Regions from separate parts of the Xenopus laevis genome. Here region 1 is linked to region 2. Evidence: chromatin contacts called from public Hi-C data. All regions are on one chromosome and are shown on one strand. The core of a region is the stretch at or near the end of the contact, and the rest is flanking DNA. Distances in the headings are between cores, read along the strand shown. Region 1 has its middle 17 kb from the start of luzp1.S. Region 2 has its middle 22 kb from the start of kdm1a.S.

The links. Hi-C and Micro-C count contacts between places; a contact is called where the count stands out from the background.
Region 1: a Hi-C map of the XL177 cell line shows a contact between it and region 2, with 6 times the contacts expected there. The contact joins two enhancer-like sites. A contact is called at or near these places in 3 of 4 Hi-C or Micro-C datasets (the XL177 cell line, the XTC cell line and animal cap).

Annotation. Positions count from the first base shown.
Region 1 is chr2S:80,867,846-80,874,798 of Xenopus_laevis_v10.1, reverse strand. No RefSeq gene overlaps it. Among protein-coding and RNA genes, the nearest start is that of luzp1.S, 17 kb to the right of the region's middle. Within about 2 kb of position 5,153, at least 1 of the 7 cell types and tissues checked has an H3K27ac peak or open chromatin away from gene starts, as enhancers often do.
Region 2 is chr2S:80,775,206-80,782,683 of Xenopus_laevis_v10.1, reverse strand. No RefSeq gene overlaps it. Among protein-coding and RNA genes, the nearest start is that of kdm1a.S, 22 kb to the right of the region's middle. Within about 2 kb of position 5,728, at least 1 of the 7 cell types and tissues checked has an H3K27ac peak or open chromatin away from gene starts, as enhancers often do.

The DNA.
Region 1 (6,953 bases), core at 3,904-6,403, 93 kb before region 2:
TTTACCCGTGAGCCACATTCAAATGTAAAAAGAGTTGGAGAGCAACATAAGCATGAAAAAGTCCCTTGTGGTGCCAAATAAGGGCTGTGATTGGCTATTTGCCTATATCGACTGGCAGCCTACAGGAGGCTCTACTTGGCACTATACTTAGTATTTATACAACCAAAATTTGCCTCCAAACCTGGAATTCCAAAATAAGCACCTGCTTTGAGGCCACTGAGAGCAACATCCAAGGGGTTGAGGAGCAACATGTTATTCATGAGCTACTGGTTGGGGACCGTGTGCTATAGGATATAATTTCACTAAATTCTTATGTTATTATCTATAAGTTGTGAATGTTGTATTGTCTCCCTAAACTGTGGAACATTCCCTACAGATGGGATGCTATTTCGCTAAAGTCTATGGAGCAGGCATAAAGTACAGCAGAATCTGTTGTTATTGCCAAATGTAATTATGCAGAGGTGGAGTGTTCTAAACGCACAATAAAATATACTTTGTTTTCACTTTCCATTTCTCAGGTATTTACGTATGTCAAAAAATTATATCTGCAGATTTGCAGCTATAGCTTGCCATATTATGATATAGCGAACTCTACAGAACTATACATTTTGTCATTGTAACCTCAGAATATTTGCCATTTGTTATGTATGAGATTTAATAGCCTTTAAACTTTAAATAGTTTTTAATCCACATTAGTATGTTGAATGTGGTTATCAGATGGTTTGTCTGTTATGTTATTCCTTGAGGCAGGTTTATAAATAATAGAAATATTTATTTCTGGCTTCAGTTCAGATTGATGTTTCACATGTATATAATATAAAATCCTGAAGAAACAAATGCAGTTTTATGGAAGCTTTGTTTGCTATGAGCCTGGAAAATGTTTTTAGGATTGTGACCATTTTCTTCTTTCTGTAATGCAAATTTTTATTTATCTGGGGAGGTATTTCAACTGCAGAAAGATTTTACATCAAAAAGTTTGAGGAATTTGCCACCTGTGGACCTAACCATAAACATGGAAATTTTGATGAATGTAAGAAAATGTTGTACGATGTTGTACTATATACTCCTTTTATTTGAGGTGATTGTATAAATACATACAGTTGTGTTCAGAATAATTGTAGTTCGACATCACTAACCTGATCAATCACTGTTTTTGGTAGAAATGATATTTCTACATGGCAAATAATTTACTAGTAGGTGTAGTAGAGTAATAGAAAAACAACAGACCCAATAGTCATGACATGCATACTGCTGATTCTGTGTAATTAAATCATTAATTGAGGTGTGTTCCAAATAATAGCAGTGTTCAAAATAATAATAGCTTGTTCCAAATAATAGCAGTGTGGAGTTCAAGTAGTGAGGTCATTCGTTCTATGAAAGAACAGGTGTCAATTAAAGCCCTTATTTAAAGGAACAGTAACACCAGAAAATAAAGTGTATTAAATGAATTGAAATATAATGAACTGTTGCCCTGCACTGGTAAAACTGGTGTGTTTGCTGCAGCAACTCTACTATAGCTTATATTAACAAGCTGATGGGTAGCTGTGTGGGCAGCCATTCAGAGCAGAAAAAGGATAAAAGGCACAGGTTACACAGCTAATAACAGATAAGCCCTGCGATACAATGTGATTCTACATAGCTTATCTGTTATCTACTATTTGTCTTGTGCTTGGATGGCGCCCCCATTGCTACACAGCAGCTTGTTTATATAAACTATAGAAGTCTTTCTGAAGCAAACATGCCAGTTTTACCAGTGAAGGGCAACACTACATTATTTATTCATTACTTAAAAACACTTACATTTTTTGATGTTACTGGCAGCAAATGTGCAAGCTGGTTATAGTACATTTCTCTCTGAAAATCTGAGTAAAATGGGTCGTTCCAGACATTGTTCTGAACAACTTTCATTAAAAAGTTGAGAGGGGAAGCATATAAAGAAGGGAAAACATATAAAGAAGTACATAAAATGATAGGCTGCTCAGCTAAAATGCTCAAATGCTTTAAATTTTCAACTAAAACCTGAAAGTCGTGGAAGAAAACCAATAACTACCATTCAGATGGATTGAAGAATAGCCAAAATAGCAAAGCCAATGATCCGCTCCAGAAAGATCAAATAAGGTCTAATGTTACCTGTGGGTACTGTTACAATTAGAAGACGCCTATTTGTATTTGTTACAATTAGAAGAATGCCTAGTTTGTAAAGAATCTGCATTGCTGTTTTTTGTAACAGCCTAATATTCCCATTTTCTCCACTTTCTGTAAAGGATGAACACAAATTTGATAAATTTTTCTTAATGTTTTGATTTGAAATAGAATGTGCAGTGTTCCCAATGCATTTGCGTGTATGGAAATAAAAGTTATTATAAGGATTTTGAGCTTTATTCACTTTTTTTAAACACACTACTATTATCCTGAGCACAACTGTATATTTCTGGGCTTTTCCTTCCATAAAGATATTTCTAACTCTCCAAGCTAGATATGGACCCAGTCTAGCAATGTTTTGTCCAACTAACACATTGTAGGTTGGGTTGTGGTGTTGTTTAGCAATGACCATCAAATTCATAAAATCATATTTCGGCCCACACAAGAATAGGTATGTTTGTGGCCAGGTTTATTCTTGAGGGTATGATTAGAACCCCCAAGGAATCTTCTTTAGCAGAATAGATTTGAGAAGGCTTGAGAAATCCATTTAATTTTCTTCTAAGCCTATATGGCCAAAGAACCTATAGTTATGTCTAGCAAATTCATTCTCTTGTGTAAGGCTTATCTTATGTTATTTGTTGTTTTAGTTACAGTAGTATAGCTGAAATTGATACATCATGTTTTTACAAAGGGAACCAGCCAAACCAGACCACTTATTGGAAATCTGGCCAAATTGCATGGGCTAAAGGTGGCCTTACATATTACTATTATGATCTTTCCAAAGACCATTGGTCGTACAAAAGATCTTTCATCCACTTTACTAACGTTAAGAGCTGCATCGTCCGCTAAGCAGGTAAAAGCAAAAATAATTCTTTAGCTTAATGTCATGATTCGGCATTAACGGTATGATGTTCTGGAACTTTCAAAGGTGTCCGTTCAAAACTTTCAGTCCTGCTTGATTGACTAGACGACCAATATCCATGGCTTTCCACCATAAGCAACGATTATAGTATGAAAGATCTTTCATATGATATTATCTTCATCCCCCCCCCCCCCATTACCACCAGCATACACAATCAAATAAATATCATTTAGGACAGGAATGTCTAAACAGGCTGTATTTATCCCATTTTTATTCTTATTCTTTTAAGAGGAGGACTGCACTAATTTAGAAAGTATCCATCATCATTATCATTATTTATCCATATGGTGCCATGCTATGTTCCACAGTGTTTTGCATAACTAGCAGTAATTTAACAAAAGAAGGTTTAATCCCCTACACTGTTTGTTTGAATGTTTAGCATCACCAAAATCTCTAAAGTTACTATAAAGTATAGTGGGAATTAATAAATGAGATCATATGTTAATGGTACCCTACCCAAACAGGTGAACTATGGTTGGTTTACATAACTGTTTTATCATATTTTTCATTTACATCTGATGTGAACAGTGTGAGTCTACCGGAGACCACCAGAGGGCACTATTTGGCCATTGCTACCTACAGTTTCTACCAGTACAGCAATTTGCATTTCATTGTCCTTGTTTTTTCATTTGCAATCCTCTCCTCTTGTGATGGTAAGCTGCCTTCTGGTTTAAAGGGGAACACAAATGGGGTTAAAAAAAAAATCAATCACAATATTTGAACCAATTCTAATGAAGTGTAGCAACCAATAAAATACCTGCTTTCATACAGGTGGCCAGTACTTGCTATGAATTAATATACCTGGTGCAAACTTTGTGTCTTTGACCTCAAAGGGCTTTTGTATTATATATTATTCTTTATTGATAAATATTTTACTTTACAAATGTTATACTATGATTGACATCCTACAATCATTTTAAAAAAATGTCCATAACTGCAACTAACCTAAAGCATGTAAAAAGAAAAGCTGGATTCATGCTAATGTTACAACAACCTGCTATTCAGATACATAACATAGTTTGCAATAAACAGCTTGTAAAATGTTTTGTCTGTTTTTTTAATAGAAGCACTGCAGGAAGGTTACTGAATTTTATACCTGTGATACAAATCTTTAACTACACCTTTTTATCTCCAGTAGCTTTCTGTGTCCTTTAGATTGAACAAAGGATACATTTACAACCTGCATGAGTTAAGAGGCTGGTATACAAATCATGCAGCAAGTCAAGGTCCTTGCAGGAAAACACAATTAATGTGAATTTAATATAATACCACCAAGGATGAGGGTTATACAGTGCCTTATTTTTACTGACAGTTTACCCTTTATAAATAATCACATTACTTGTTCATCATTCTTTGCCATAAACGGTTACTAACTGATGGAGGTGGAGTAGCCATTGATTATACACAGATTAGCGTGCGGTTTTCACCCGGACACCTGTGGGTTTTCAGATTAGTGCATCCAAAATTCCCTGTAATTTCAATGTGGCAGTGTGTGCCCTTTTCAAAGGCTATTTGTGCTAAATAATGTGTTTTTACTAAATTGTCTGTATACAACACAAATGTATTGCATGTACATGTTTACCTTTGAGGGGAGCATCATTTAATAATGTGCATCCCTTTAATATTAAAATTTCAGTTCCAAGTAGCTGAACATACTATTCCTGTAGGAGAATTTTTTTTTATAATGGTTATCTTTTAGAAATTATTATTTTTTCACAAGGTGAAATAAGTTTTACATTTTTGTCCACAGGAAAAACTTCATAGAGAAAGTCAATTATGAAGGGAAATGGAAACAGCAGACACAATTTTTGTACGTCTTCATTTAAATTCTTTACATATCACTAAAAAGGAGATCTAAACACTGTTTCCCAGCAACAATCACCTCAGTTGCTGATTTGGGACTGGGGCAGCAGTGGCCCAGCAGGCCTACGATGTGACGGGCCCCCTTTTCAAAGTATGCACCACAGTAAACGAGTGTGCATGAGCTGCAATACACAAGTTTTGCCTCCTTATTCTGAATTTAGTGGGTTAGTGACGTCGGGGGCTGAGCTGGTAACGTTGGGGGAGGTGACGATGATGTCAGGGATGGGCTTGTGACATTGGGGTGGGACTGATTATGTGTCGATCAGCGATTGGTTGATCGCTATGTTATTAACTTTACTGTTCTGTCCGGATTTCCTCATTTGGAAATCCGAACAGGAATGTTTCACCCAGACAGCCCTTCCAGATACCAGGCTGCCAGGTGTGAGCACGCCAAAGTCTCTTTCACAGGAATCCATCACCAGACAGCTCCCTTACTTTCTCTGTTACCTTTGAGCTCCAAACATCAACTTCCAGCTGAGCTTATACATGATTATCGGGGTACTGGTATACCCAAGCCCCCGGGCATCCCCACTCATGTGGCTTTTCTCCATTTGCCTGGGGCCTATGGCTGCAAGAGCCCAAGCAGAAAAAAATCACTCCATCCTCGAGTCAATAGAGAAAGAAAAAGAGTCTGAGCACATGGAAGCTCAGCTATATATACTTCTTGCACAACACTTTTTGGCCAATTCTACCAGGTCATACTGCACTGGGAAAAAGGACTCACTCCCCCTCCTTTATCTAATTTAAAGGAACAGTAACGTCAAAAAATAAGTGTTTTAAAGTAATGAAAATATAATGCAGTGTTGCCCTGCACTGGTAAAACTGCTGTTTTGTATTTTCAGATCATAGGGAATTTAGCCCTATGGTCCCCTATGAATACATCACCTTTCTGTTTACCAAGAATACCACTCCAGATGTAACCTTTGGTAATTTTTTTATTCAAGCCTAAAACCTAAGCCCTCAGCAACTTGACTACCCACATAATCCCCTTACTCTTCACTTACGTAAACACACATACTACTAGTTTTCTATTTTTCACTATGCACTTACCATTACTATCCTAACCACAAAGAACCTTACAATAACACTGATTAACCCCACAGTATGCCTCACTTCCCCTCCCTCTTGTAAGCTCTTGTGAGTAGGGCCCTGCTGTCCCCTAACAATAGGTATTTGTACCTGTTCATCTGTTCTGGTGAAATTTTGTCTGTTAATGCAAACTGTTTTGTCTTCTATTTGTTTCCTTTACTGCAGTGTTGCAGGAGACCATGATGCTGTTGAAATATTATTATCATTGTCATACATATCCATAAATTTGCTTTTGCACCACCAGGGGGAGCTATAAATCAATTATTGTATTGTCTTGTAACTTGTTTTATTAAAATAGAATGGCACTGTAAGCATGTCCTACAACATGGTAGGTATCATGTGACACATTATATTCTTGTACGGAATTAATTGAAAGAAACAGAGGGGCATTAGGGTCCTTGTTTTAAGAGTCAGAACCAGAGGGGCAGACATAAATTTAAAAAAAAAAGTGTAATAAATGTGTATTGGAAAGTTGCTTAGAATTAACATCAGTTTCTGTGTGCATAACCACTTTAGGGTAAGTCCACACAGGGCGTTTTGGGGAGATTTGGTCGCCTGGCAACTAATCGCCTCGTTTTTGCGGCCAATCTCCCCAAACGCCTTCCCTGTTCCTGCGCCGGCTAAAATGCCGGCGCTAATCACACGCGCCAGTTCGTTTTCCGAAGTTGCCTCGCGAGGAAACGAATCGCCACGTGTGATTAGCGCCGGTGTTTTTTCGTTTTAGCTGGCGCATATTCAGGGAAGGTGTTTGGGGAGATTGGTTGCTGCAAAAACTAGGCGATTAGTCGCCAGGCGACCAAATCTCCCCAAAACGCCCTGTGTGGCCTGACTCTAAAAGTAATTGCCACTGGAAAGTCACTTAGGTACTTGTGATATCAGCTACTGCTAAGAAGAGTGTCCTTCAAAGCTTGCTCTTTCAGATTATGATAAAATAAAA
Region 2 (7,478 bases), core at 4,479-6,978:
TATTTCCTTCTGCAAATCCAGAATTTGAATCCAGGTTATCCTGATTATATATACTTCTTGTCTATACACTATGCTGTATGCCTAAATACACAGTCTCTTTATGATTTTGTGATGTTTAAAGGACAAGGAAATTGTAAATATAAAATTCCATGGAAATGCATATTTTAATCCTCTGATATGATAGGCTCAACTCTCTACCTATTTACTAAATCCAAATCTGCACATTGCATAAAACCACTAAGTACAGAACACACTTTGGGGCTGATTTACTTACTTCTGGATTTTCACTTTGGAAATCTTTGCAATACTTCAAACACCTTAGGGGCCCCTAACAATCATTTTCAAATGCTAACAAACCCCCAGAACAAATACCAGGCTTATGTTCCACAGACAGAACAGTGCAAAGACAAGCAGAGAATGAAAATAATGATTCCAGCAGCACTCCGATCAGTGATTTAAACTTTTTTTGTGCCACTAGCAAGATTTGCAGAGTATGGCACACGCAGGCAAAGTAGGGCACACGGCACATGAAGGCAGAGTAGGGCACATACAGGCAGAGTATGTCACACACAGGCAGATCATGGCACACACAAGCAGAGTATGTCACACACAGGGAGAGCATGGCACACACAGGGAGCATAGGGACGGCAGAACAGAGCAGAAGATAGGGAAACCCAGCAGGACCAGTCTAATATGTACTACATACAGTAACACAGTGCTGGTGCCCCATTAGCATTATTTTAAAGTGTGAACAGATGAACAATGTGGGCAGTTTCAGTCTGAGTCTCAGGTGTGAACAGTACAGGCTTTAGGGGTGTGAATAATAGAGGTGTCACAAGTGTGAACAATACAGGGGGATCACAGGTGTGAACAATGCAGGGGATTAGTCTGAATTTGAGGTTTAGACAATGCAGGGGCCAGTTACTGTAATCTCTGTAGTGATACCATTTAAATTTTACACATGGCAAGCAAACAGGTAGGTGGAGGGCCAGTTGGACAGCCCTGCTTTAAAATATTCTTATATTTTACAATAGTGGGTGCTTTATTCACTATATTTTTTTCAGAGATGATTTTACTAGAGTATAAAGTTACTATTATTACAGATCCAGAATTGAAATCCATATTTCCCTGATCATATTGTGTTTTTTCTTATTAACTGTATACTGTGCTTTGTGCAGTTTGTGCTCTCGTGATTTCCAATCATCTGAGTTTCAAACGAGTTATGTAGTGGGGGTGATTGTATAGATAACAGACAGGGATAATAAGTGTAATTCAGTAGCCTTAGCAAAGGTAAATGAATGTGTAATAATACAAAGTATATAAAAGGGGTGGAAGGGATCTAGTTCACATAACAGACAGAAAAGCTACACTGCTGTGTTAAGCCTCAATAATTGGGTTAACCAACTACATGCGCAATCCAATCAACAATGAAACAAATATTGTTCCTAAAAAATATCAAATACATAAAGAACTCAAGGGGGCGTGGCTGGCCTCACAAGCTGCAGGACGCGGGTGCTCCAGGGGCAGCGTCATAAATCATTGGCCATCCACCCAAGCCCCTCCATTAACATTCAGGGAACTACGACAGGCATCCACACCCCAGACCCACAAAAATTAACTCGCTAGGGCCCAGGACAGCTAAGATAAGATTGCAGCCTACTGCAGCACAGAAAGTCTGGGCCTCATCATGTAGCCGCCAACCAGACGGCCGGCCGCACCAGAAAGTGAAATAACGCTGGGAACACTAGTCTCCACTTAAAAGGTTGGTGATGGGAGGGCCCCAACACTCCTGTGCTGCTGTGGCCACACACTGGACCCCAGGGGCACCCCCTCCTATTACACTACAAGTCCTTACCTGAAAAAGGGACTACCAGCCTTTTAGTACAAGCCCCCACAGACAGGTCTGCTGCAAATCTCCAGCACTCTCGGCCCCATTAGTACATGCTATGAGGGGCTGGAGAGTTCTCAATACCTGAGCTCCTTCTTTTGACCCCCACTGAGAGAGACTTTATAAACATAACATATGCTCTGTTCATACCTGTATCAGCGCTACTACTGTGTCTGGGTCCTGATATAAGGGGCATGGATAGCCTACTTCTTCCATTAGCCACTGACTCCATCTGTGATGACTACACCACCCAAAACCAGGTCTGGACTGAGAATCAAAATAGGCCCTGTCATTTCAAATATCCAGAGAGGCCCCAACAGGCCACACAGAGGCCCAAACAGCCCCCAACCAGCCCACTAAATAGTGAGTGTCTATGACATCTTACAGCAGCCGCTCTGGCATTTGCCAGAACCCACAGATTGCCAGTCCGGGCCTGCCCAAAACTATTGGTCTATCTAGCTCCATGTCTTGGATACACCACTCACGCCTGCACAACATGATATATCACCTCATGTTCTATTAAGACTCAGTGACTGTTTGGCTCATTCACAATTTGGGTCCTTGGCAGACCTTTGTCTATCAAAGAAATGACAGGTTGAGGCTACTATAAACGTAGTGTCCAGTGCATTGCACGCAATCTGCAGCCTATGCACATGCCAAAGGAACCAGAACCTGCAAAATACGGAATTTGTTTATTACCAGAAACCAATGCATTCCTGACCAGACTATCCTTTGCTTGTTAAAGTTCAAACAAATATATAAAAAACTAAAAAAAAAAAAATGAAGAACTCCAGTCTATGGTGATGGTTTGGGGGTACTTTAATATTAACATGGTAGATGTTATATTAGATAATTTTATGCTAATTTTGTTAGTCTGTAAGATTAAATTAGAACAAAAAATCTGTATCTGCAATGTAGGGTTCTTTTATGTTTAAAAGTGAAGTGAATGTTATCGCCTAGGTGGATCTTATTTAGTTTGGACAGTCCCAAATCTCAGATCCCCAAAAAGAAATTGTGCTTAACAGAAGTGGCTTGGGGTTATGATCAGATAGGGGCAAGTCTATCTGGGACAGCTCCACGCATTACCTTAAATCAGGGATCCCCAACCTTTTGAACCCAATAGCAACATTCAGAAGTAAAAGAAGTTGGGGAGCAACACTAGCATGAAAAATGTTCTTAGGGTGCCAAATATGTGCTGTGATTGGCATGTGATTGGTAGCCCCTATGTGGATTGTCAGCCTACATTGAGACTCTGGTTTTTATACATCCAAAACTTACCTCCAAGCCTGGAATTCAAAAATAAACTCCTCCTTTGAGGCCACTGGGAGCAACATCCAAGGGTTGGAGAGCAACATGTTGCTCAAAAGCTACTGGCTGGGGATCACTGCCTTAAATGATCCAATTTTTTGAAGTTGGTTGGTAAAGAATACAAATTAAATCAACATGCTGCAGGTTTGCTTATTAATCAGCTCAGGTACTTGTTGCAGACATTCTTTATGTGTAACTATGCACTACATATCTCATTTCTAATCACAGCTAAAGAATCTGCTAATAGGGAGCAGGTATGAAATCAGCCTTTCAAAACTAAATACCTATAAAATATAAATGCTATCACTGATTTGTTTATTATTTCAGCTTGATAGCTTAGGCAGCCTTCAAGTTGTGATAGGTGTGCCACGTCACTAGTGCAGACTGCACAATTGAAGAATTTGGGCTCTTTAACACTGCTCATACTGCAAAGACTGGAAGATCCTGTGACTGTTAAGATAAAGATAATGTTTGTACCAAAATGCATGCACTAAACAAGTGATGAAAAATGTCAGCACTTGACATAACACATATGCTGACAAAAACCCAAGGCAACCCCCCCCCAAAAAAGGTTAAGAGGCACATCCCAGGGTTTCTGGGCTGAAATGCATTTAATTTACACCAGTCACCTGCCTATCCAACATTTCATTCTGAACGAAGAGCCTTTATAGGGTTGGTCATCCATTTTGTGCTATAGCAGCTTATACTATTCTGGGATGGCTTTCCTCTAATGTTGGAGAATTGTTGGTGGCCTTTGTTATCAATCATTCAACCACATTAAATGAATGATCCTATAGACAAAGCAGTATAATAATCAAATTCATGCATTAACAATCAATACTGGTTAAATATTGGTTAAATATATCAATTCATATATTTACAAGTATAAAATTGATCAATGAAATCATAGTTAAACAAACGGACAAATAATAGGACCCTCTCTGCCCATACCCAATTGAGATAATTGAGATTGTCTTTTGATGAAGTGACTAGCAGTCATGAAACACATTAAGCCTTGCTCTCCCCTGCCCACTTCAATAAATTTTATTTTTTTTAAAGCGGATTAATGAAACTTTGTCTACCTCTACGTTAGTTTGATGGAGTATTTCGGTGAATCGATCTGAAGATGCATTTTTCTGAATTGGTGGTTGCATGAATTTTGTACCTGGGCACTAGTTGTAGCTGGTATCACAATCAAGTGATCAGTATCGGACTGGCCCACCAGGATACCAGGAAAACTCCTGGTGGGCCCAGGTGTCAGGGGGCATCTTGCTTCTAACCATTTGGCCGATTTCATGGTCATTCCCTATTTCTCATAATGGAAGAATAGAGTATAGTAAGTAGATATAAAAACTATGAGAATAAAGAGGTTAAGTGATGAGAGGAGAAATAATAGTTTGGAAAGTGGGCACATGGTCTAAGGTTTTCTGGTGGGCCCCTAACATCCCAGTCCGACACTGCAAGTGATTTGGTGAACCGTATGGGTTTATAAAAGCCATCTAACTTTGTGAGTTTGTAATTTACCTGAGGAAGGCCCAGTTAGGTCCGGAACATGTTGTGCTGTTATATGTATAACAAATAAATGACAGCATTAATTGAAGGCACTCCAGTGGATCTCTTTCCTTGTTGCATAATTTGGGGAGTTGGTGATGTCCCTATGCTGTATGAGTAGCTGACCACACATGACGGAGGAGTAAAGTACAAGTCAGCTTGGGGTTACAGTAACCATTGGCTTAGTCCTGTAACTGATGAGTTAATCTATATCTGCCATTGGTGCCAAACTAAAATTACTGCATTTTGCTATGCTTATATATATTGTTACTGTCAACCATTTCTGTATAAAAGTTATCATGTAGTTCTTGGCTCAGATTTGATAACACTATAAAGGGGGGTAATATCATAAAAGACACAGAGCTTGCACTCAGGTTGGCTATCCTATACCAGGCAAAACAAAAATATATGGCCAGTAAACAGTATCTTGTAGAATTAAGTCAAAGACAACTGGACATTTATGGACTTTCACATATCTGCGAGTTTCAGCCAACACCTTACTGAAGTTCAATGGAACCATTGTGATTGGATGTCTGTGACTTTACTACCCTCAAGAGTTTAAATGCCGGGGAATTCCCTACCACTTCAGTTGAACTGAAGAAGCCACTCGGATGAGTGGTGAAACTTGTTCAAGAGAAACTCTAAATGTCCAGTTGCCTTTGACTTAATTCTACTAGATACTGTTTATCATGACCTGGATAAATGCGAATCTTCACTAAATGTTACTTGGTGATTGGTTGCTACAGGTTATTAAACCTGATGCAAAACTTTGCAAATTTCATTACCTGAGGTTTATAAGCCAAGTCAGGGAATAATGGCCCATATCAGTCTCATTTACAAATGCAAAGCACTAGTTTAGATGTAAAATTGAGACCACATTGACACTATTCAGCAATGCACATGGTTCTTTACAATTTGTTGCAAGTGCAAATGTGTTCCCTCAACCTGCTTTGATTAAGTGCAAGTGCACGCCAGCACAATGGAACCTTGGAAATGTAGTCAGATTAGACCTGCTGGGAATTTCTGGTTTCCCTAGGGGGGTGCCTCAGTAGCCACATGTGACTAGCTGAAAGTGATCGGACACAATTGCTGCTAATAATAATGTGCACCAGAAGTGAAACCAATGCAACACAAAAGCAGTGAAAAAAAGCATGTGATGCAACTAGCATGTGGTTTATCATAGTGGGACACTGAATGCAAATTGCAGTGAATGCAGTGAACACTTTATACGTTTACTACACATGCTACATTAATAAATGAGCCCTATAAACTCTAATAGGACAGACTTATTATTTTGTCAAAATAAATAAATACATAATTAGTATTGTTTTGTTGCCGATGGCACTACTTTACCAAAGGCTTATATAAGATATGGAGGGAGTACCTATTTTTGATCGAAATAAAAAAAATACAGCTAAACTGATAAATATTTTTTTTTGATCTTCTGTTAACCACTAAAACTGGAGGAGACCAGTCACACAGAGATATAAATAGTATGAACATATAATTTACACACCCAGTTAAGTATTTGTTCCAATTCTGATTTTGGCAAAGGACCCTATAATCATGTGCTACCTATAATCTGATTAAAAAATACCTTTTATGGCAGAGCTGAAGGTAGCTTTGTTCCTGTATAAACTTGTACACACACATGCATATTACAAGTAATAGGATCTAATGCAGATACTTGATCTTAGATTAAATCAGGGAATACTCCCTTTTTTGTTCAGAGGGGCGCCTATGACATGTGGAATACACAAGTGTTTGTAGGTATGTTTGACAGAACCATATAAAACCATTATTACAAATGGCTCAGCTTCTGTGGGACAAAACAAAATTGATCCTTGCATGCTAGGGAACATTACAGGGATATATCCTTATGAAAAGCCCTAATCTTGATTAATGTTTGAACAACCTTAAACTAAAACTTGTTTTGCCCCACAACAAAATCATTCTAACCCCCACACTTCAGGTACATAACTTGTTTCTCAAATATGTATTGAAATTATTTATTAAATGCTCTACCAGACTCTGTTGACAAGGTAAATAAAGCCACATTGCGTTGTAGGTAGCCAGCCTGCTGCAAAGGATCTTGGAGGTGTGAAACCCCAAGAGTCTGAGAATTCACTTAAATAGTACCTGGGCTAGTACAAAAGTTACAATGATTTTCAGTTCTTTGCTGTTAATTTGTTCCAATACTTTTCTAGTTTCAGAATGAAATAAACACGAATAAGGGAAAAGATATAACTGCAACATAGAATTGTTATCGTTACCTTCATATTTCCCAGTCATCTCTTACAGTGTCATGTGGTTCTTGGTGGTTTTAAATTTAACCATAGTGCTTTGATGCCCTCTAGAGAAAACAAGGAACTAGTTTTCAAAGGATAATACATTTAACAAAGCATAATAACTAAAGAGTTAATTGTGGGGGGGTTTTTTTGCGAAAATTCTCAGAAATTACAATTCTCAGTGAATTCACCAATTTACTAAAAGGAGAAAAAAACAATTCACTAGTGAAAAAGCTCAGCGTTAGAGAACTTTTGCAGCATTTCACCAGGTGAATTTTCGCTCAAGCGTTTGATCATTGATCTGCAAATTTATCAAAGTGTACACTTTCCAATACGTTACTCTTTTCGCCAAAGTCTATTTCGTTTGGTGCTACCTGGCTAACAGATAAGATGGCGCTACATCCTCAACATTACTATGGCGTTGACATCATATCCTGTTTAAG